Linked DNA regions of Mus musculus: region 2 is linked to region 1. Evidence: chromatin contacts called from public Hi-C data. All regions are on one chromosome and are shown on one strand. Each heading gives the region's core, a stretch centred on a gene start, on an enhancer-like site or on the middle of the called end of the contact. The rest is flanking DNA. Distances are from core to core; before and after follow the strand shown.

Region 1 (3,368 bases), core at 258-2,757:
CCACTGTTATAATTATCATCCGTACTGCAGAGCTCACATGTGGATGGATTAATGGTGGCCCTAATAAAAGAGAGAACTAATTTAAGAAATGCTGGTTGTCAAAACTCTCTGGGCTTCGAGAGCTCAGCGAGCATATTTATTAGCTGAGTGGATGCACTCACAGTGGCATCTCAGGCTGTTTTTCTAAGGCATTGTACACACAATTTAGTAAAGCATATTAAGGAAGCTTAATGACAAGCTTTTGTGCAGAGTCCACTGAGACCCCCAGCGAGGATGAAAATGAGTGATTTTTACACTCTTCTTTCCATGTTTCCCTAATCTTCCGTGCTTAATTGCTATAACAAAGCATTTGCTAAATTTTGGGGTAAAAAAAAATCTATGTTTAATTGAGTACTAATCAAAAAACCCCTTCTTCATTTCCTGGACCATTATGTGTGCTAAATAGTTTCTAGAAAAGCTATTTTCCCGTCACCTCATCAAGTCCCCTCCTTTATTATTAACATTCAACTAAATAAGAGTTCTGCATGCACATACCCTCAGCACTCTGATACAAATGTCGTCACGTAGCAGAATATAAACCATATTAGCTTTTCCATTTTCTGTTAATACTTCCCATTTATAATCCATTGGAGAATTCAAGTAGAAATCTGACATACGTAGCAGTAACATATATCAATAAACAAATATGTATAAAGCATCTACTTAGCTTTGTCAAATAGTGATACATAGTAATCTTCCTACTTCTGAAGAAGTGTTGTAGCTTCCCCATAGGAGAATCCTGGTTGCTCTCGTCCCCTGTGTGGATGTCACGGTCAATGCTGATGCCACACAGCATTGGTTGAGATGTGTGAGGGGCAGAGAAAGTCCTGAGCAAACGTATGTTTTTGACAAGACCCCAGTGCCTCAAATCCAAGGGAATTGACAAAGCCTTCCTCTGGTCCACATGCAAATGCTGACAGCAAGTACAGAAACCATTAACCACACCATCCTCCTCCGTGATGCTTACAGACCTGAGAATATGCTCCTAGCGAGCACTCCTACTGAGATCAGATAATTCCTCCTCCTGTGTGTACACAATAAATCTGCTGAGGTTCCCAATTGTCACATAGTAGGCACCCTACAGCAGATTGAGCATGGCCCACACAATCCCAGTCCCTGCCCCGCCCCCTAGCACCCATGCTCTGCAGGGTGTGATGGAAATGGTTACTGATTGCCTTTAGGCTTTCAGGAAGAGTGACGTGAAGTGACCCAAGAGCATGTAGCAAGGAGAGCGTCTGTGGAGTTCTTTGGTGATGTGGAGAGCGACTGATTCCCACACCTGGGCCTGTGCACACAGTGGAGGGTAAGTCACTTTTTTACATCTTTGCCTAGATAATGGACTAAATGAAAGAGAAGTTATAGAGTTGAAAGTTGTCAGCAAACATCAAAAACTGAGTCATGTTGCTCATTATAGCATACTGTGGGAAAGGAAAAAAAAAGAGTACACCAGTGATCCATTGCCATGACAACTCAGCATAACAAACTACCTACTCACCTCACCATCAATGACTGATAAAGGTGAGTGCCCATCACTCACATGTGGGGCTGCCTTGACCTTGCCTGACCTCTTCTCCTATCTGAGTCAGGGCTCAGCAGATCTCTGCTAGCTTGGCCTACGATCATGTCATTGCATACACGCCTCCTCTTCAAGGCTAGCAAGGTAGGTGTTGATGCAAGTGAACACATCCACAGCAGCAGCCTTTAGACACGATTGCAGTACTTTGGCTAAAGGCCGATTGAGCAGGCAGCCATTTCTCTAAACAACTGCACGTTCTATGAACTCACTGGCACCACCACAGCTGTTATCCAAGGCTACAGCATGCAGGCAGAGAAGTCAAAGCAGGGACCTATCATCATTAAGTGCGGGACACTGCATCGGTGCTTTCAAAAGCCAGTAAGATGATTCTCAGGGGCTCAGAGCCTGATGTTGGGAAAATTAAACCAATAAATTCAGATGCTATTAAAATAACAGGATAAAACTCAGTGTAAGTGCAACCAGAGATTTACTCACTCACACACACACACACACACACACACGCACACGCACACACATATGCACACACATGCAAAAATTTTAAATCCAGGTACCACATGTAGGACAAAACATACTATTTTTCTTTCCAAGCCCAGCTGCTTCTTCTTTTTTTAACATAATGATTTCCAGTGAAATTCATTTTCCTGAATTTCATTGTTTTACTTTTCTTTAGAGATGAGTAAGATTCCATTGTGTATATGTAGCTCGTTTATTTATTCAGCTGTTGGCAGATGTCTACTCTGGTTCCATTCTTGCTGTTGTGAACATGTGGCAGCAAAGAGAGCATAGGGCTCCTCCTTCCCACACCCTCAGAAGCATAAGGTTTTCGTGATGATATTGATTCTGACTAAAGTGAGATGGAAGCTAAAGACATTTTAATTTCCATTTCTGTGATGAGTAAGAATATTAAATGCTTTTTCATTATCTATGGGTCAATTATGTTGCTTTTTTCAAGTTGTCTGTTCAACTCATTGGCTCATTTATCGACTGGATGATGATGATGGTGGTGGTGGTGGTGATGATGATGATGATGGTGTGTGTATGTGTGTGTGAGAGAGAGAGACAGAGAGAGAGAGAGAGAGAGAGAGACAGAGAGAGAGACAGAGAGAGAGGCAGAGAGAGAGACAGAGAAAGAGACAGAGAGAGACAGAGAGAGAGGAAGAGGAAGAGAGAGAGAATCTGTTTAGTTATTGGAGTTACCTTTACGTCTTTGCTATTAACCCCTTGGTGATGTGCAGTTGGCAAACATTTCTCCCCGCTTTTTAATCTGTCTCTTCACTCCAGTGGTTGCTTCCTTGGCTGTGCAGTAGCTTTTGAATTCCAAGCCATCCCCTTTGTCCATGGCGGTGCTTTGGGATCGTGTTCACAGAATCCCTGCCTCTGTCTGTATTCTGAAGAGCTTTTACTGATGTTTTCTGGCAGTTTCCAGTCTTACACTGAGGTCTTGGATCCACTTTGGAACCATGAATATCTTAACAAAGAAACATAGGCAAGAAACTGGTTGGCTCTTTTACCTTCTTTGCCACTTTTTTTTTAAAAGAAAATCTTTTTATTGATTCTTTTGGAATTTCACGTCATGCACCCCAATTCCAATCATCTCCCTGTCCCTCCATATTTACCGTCTGTCCTTGCAACCTTCCCCCCAAAACAAAATTAAAAAAATAAATATATGCTATTATATTATTTATTTATAAAATACCTTGCCGTGGAAGCTGAGAATCACTGTGTGTCACGCAGTGTGTCACACCCTTTCGATGTTTCCCTTTATTTGCTCATGTTCATTGCACTGAGTCAT
Region 2 (3,368 bases), core at 414-2,913, 260 kb before region 1:
ATGTTATTATGAGTTAATAATGAGTTCTTCACAGACTCTTGTCATCAACCAGTAAGTATTTAAGAAGCACTAGCTATGCATTGGGTATTGGGCAAAATGCTGGGTATAAACTAAGACTGCACTGGGGTTTAGGGTGGAGCTCATTGGTAGAATGTCAGTCCAGCAGCACGAAGCCCTGGGATCATCCCTCAAGTACAATAACAATAGCAACAAGATGGAACACTTGGTCTCGAAAAAACAAAACAAAACAAAACAAAAAGATGGAGTGCTTGTTTGCAAGAAGGTCAGAGTTAAGCTGAGAAGTTAAAAACCAGAAGATCATTAGGAATGGTTGACGAGGGCCTAGGCTTACAGGCGTTAACTATGATAACACACAAGAGAACGCCAAGACAGACAGGGGAAGGGCAGGCAGACCCAGGAATGGCTCCCTAGAGCTGAGAACTGCACAGACTGCGTTACATCAGCAGTTCTCAACCTGTGGGTGGTGACCCCTTTGGAGGTCAAATCCAAAGGCTCACAGATCATATATTTACATTATGATTCATACCAGTAGCAAAGTTACAGTTATGAAGTAGCAACGAAAATAATTTTATGGTTGGGGGTCAACCACAAAACTGTATTAAAGGGTCACAGCATTAGGAAGGTTGAAAACCACTGCTTTAAAAGATAAGCTGGCCTAGAGCAGATTCCTCTTAAAGAAAACTTGAGCAGACATGAAGTATCCACTGGGGTATGAGGCACTGGAAGAGCTTCCGTATTCCTTAAGCTTGACAATAAGGAAAGACACCATTTTTAAAAGGCTTAGCATGTAAGGTATAATTGCAAACTAGGACTAGACTTCCTTACATAGACGTGAGAAAACCCAGACTGGTTTCAGCCATGGTCTTCGACTGGGAATATACTCTCATGGTGAAATCTTTTTGCCAAGCGCTCTGAGACATATAGCAAAGGCTGTCTTGCCTTTAAGATCACTGCAGCCACCTCAGGCAGGAAGTAGCTTATTCCTGCCCATTGGTCCTTTATCCTTCTCCCTGCCTTTAAAAGCAAGCATTTGGCCCTGCATGGTGGCCCATACATAGACTCCCAGCCCAGCATTTGGGAGGCAGAGGGAGGAGTTCAAGGTTCGTAGCAAGTTCCAAGGCAACCTAGGCTACATAAGACCCTGTCTTAATAACTTAAAACACAGAGGCAGACGATTCTTTCACCCAAATCTTTACTGACCATATACTGGGGACAAGATTATGTCTACCTTTCAGGTAAAAGGAGAAGGGAAAGAATATTTGTATTTGTTTATATAGTAGTTATATAACACAAACACTCTGGGTCTCATTAAAATCAAATTTTGGGGGACTGTTAGGGGATGGGAGAGAACCTGACAGTTTGTAGTGCAGAAGAAGGTGAGATACTTTTAGCTATATGTGTGTGTGGAGGGTTGTTTGGTTTTTGTTTTTTTTGTTTGTTTTTTTTTTTTTGTTTTTTGTTTTTTTTTGTTTTTTAAATCTCCTTTGAGTTTTTAGCTCAATTTTTTTTGATACAAAAATTAAAAATAAAGACATACTTAAGTAATCTTCTGAGAGTTGCCCCTGGTCTGTGACTAACTTGTCTCTATCTCGGTCAGCACCGTCCACAGCTGTGATTCATGTAGAAGACTGTACTGTGTGTTGGAACACTGCCACTGTCAGATGGCGGCCTGCCAACCCGGAGGCCACCGAGACCTACACTCTGGAGTACTGCAGACAGCACTCTCCTGAGGGCGAGGGCCTGAGGTAAGGCCTTCCACAGTGAGGCTGCCGGGAGCCCAGAATCCATGCTCCAGGCCCCACCCCGGCTATCTATCTGAGCTTATGCTTACCCAGCAAGAAAAGCATCCTTGAGTCCCGCTGAGCTAATTAAGCTGTTGACTTGATTTGCAGTGCCATCACCATTCATCAATGAACTCTGCGTCTATAATAGAACGAGCGCATGCTGCAATGCAGAATAATAACTCCCCTGTAAGAGAAATGTATGCAAATTTTAATAAAATAGAACATTCTTTGAAGTATATTTAACTTGAATCATTAGTCAGGATTTATGCACATTCTGTGCCATTTTTACTAGCTCTGTCAGAATAGGTACCACCTAACTCAGGAAACTAATAGTGAGCGTATGTGTAATGTAAATCTGATTGTCTCCACCATATATTAGCAACATAAAGGAGCTAATGACACATATATTATCACAGAGACAGACCTGCTTCTCCAAGAACATGAAGAATATAGAGATTCTTCTAGTGTAAAGGGAATCTGAGGCTCCCTCACTAAAATGATAAAGCTAAAATTTATCAAGGAAGGACCACATATCCTCTAGGCAGTTGTTAAATATTAACTCATCTATGAGGTGGTATTTCCTTACCTTCTGATGTCATGGCTATAGAAAGCCCCTTCATATACCATGATAAATATTTAGAGTACTAATTACTACTTACTAACTGATATTTTAATTTTGATAGAAGATATTTTTGGTTTTGCTTTTCATTTTTTTTTGTTCTTTAGCCACATTTACTGAGATAAACAATTTTGTCAGGAAGTTAGGAGTAATGGTATAAAATCAAACAACCTTTTAGTAATGTGTACTTAAGCTCTTGATTAGCACCATGATCGAGCAGCTATTTATTTAGTTATGATATAAGGTTTCATATGACTGAACAATAATTATAGTTTCTTTCAGGTTGAAGACAGGTGTTGCTAAGTAATGATCAGACAGTGTATTGGGTTTGGGAATATGAGGAAGGGTGGGATGCAGGCACTTCTGCAGAACTGAAAATGCAGTAAATATACAAACACAGCAGCCTGTCTGTGTATCTTCTGACTGCTGGGAGGTAAGCTTCAGGAATCATTAATGTTGTTTGGTTGGTTGCTATGTAAAGCCACCAATGTGTGTCAGTCTGAGAGCTCAGAAAAGCATGCTGTGATCTCAGGATAGTCTGACAGAGCACTGCCTGAGATCCAGGGCCTGATGCTGGCCCTGGTTCTACCCTGGGTTCCTGTTGGCTACTCTCCCTGAGCTGCTTAACCCTGGTTGCAGTCCTCTCATGCTTCATCTATCTCAATGGGTTTCCGTTTGCCAATCCCTGACACAGATCAATGACAGGGATGGGAGACTCTAGTCTGCTACCTTTTGGGCTTGTGAGGATCACATGAAATCAGGGACAGGAAAGATGTTTGACATTGCAATATGCCACCCAAATGCAAGGCTTTAAGAGGGAAGCCTTCCTTTGGCAATTGTGCTAGCCAATTTCCAGAAAAGGTTCCCAGGAGTCAGCCAACATTTGAGAGGTAAGCTCTGGTCAGCACAGAAATAAGGAACTCCGGTATTGTGATGGTGCTGGC

The links. Hi-C and Micro-C count contacts between places; a contact is called where the count stands out from the background.
Region 2: a contact with region 1 is called in a Hi-C map of cortical neurons, with 2.6 times the contacts expected there. The contact joins two enhancer-like sites. A contact is called at or near these places in 1 of 39 promoter capture datasets (pre-B cells), 1 of 484 Hi-C or Micro-C datasets (cortical neurons) and 1 of 115 datasets of contacts at active chromatin or transcription factors (neural progenitor cells).

Annotation. Positions count from the first base shown.
Region 1 is chr13:92,797,995-92,801,362 of GRCm38.p6, reverse strand. No RefSeq gene overlaps it. Among named protein-coding and RNA genes, the nearest start is that of Thbs4, 4.9 kb to the right of the region's middle. Within about 2 kb of position 1,507, at least 5 of the 459 cell types and tissues checked have an H3K27ac peak or open chromatin away from gene starts, as enhancers often do. A contact at or near this core is called in cortical neurons, where this site is marked.
Region 2 is chr13:93,061,841-93,065,208 of GRCm38.p6, reverse strand. It overlaps Cmya5 (cardiomyopathy associated 5), which reads left to right. Exons shown (of 13, transcript NM_023821.3): 9 at 1,619-1,766. It overlaps Gm31745 (a long non-coding RNA gene), which reads right to left. Exons shown (of 4, transcript XR_382755.4): 3 at 1,853-1,989. Among named protein-coding and RNA genes, the nearest start is that of Gm31745, 4.5 kb to the right of the region's middle. Within about 2 kb of position 1,663, at least 18 of the 459 cell types and tissues checked have an H3K27ac peak or open chromatin away from gene starts, as enhancers often do. A contact at or near this core is called in cortical neurons, where this site is marked.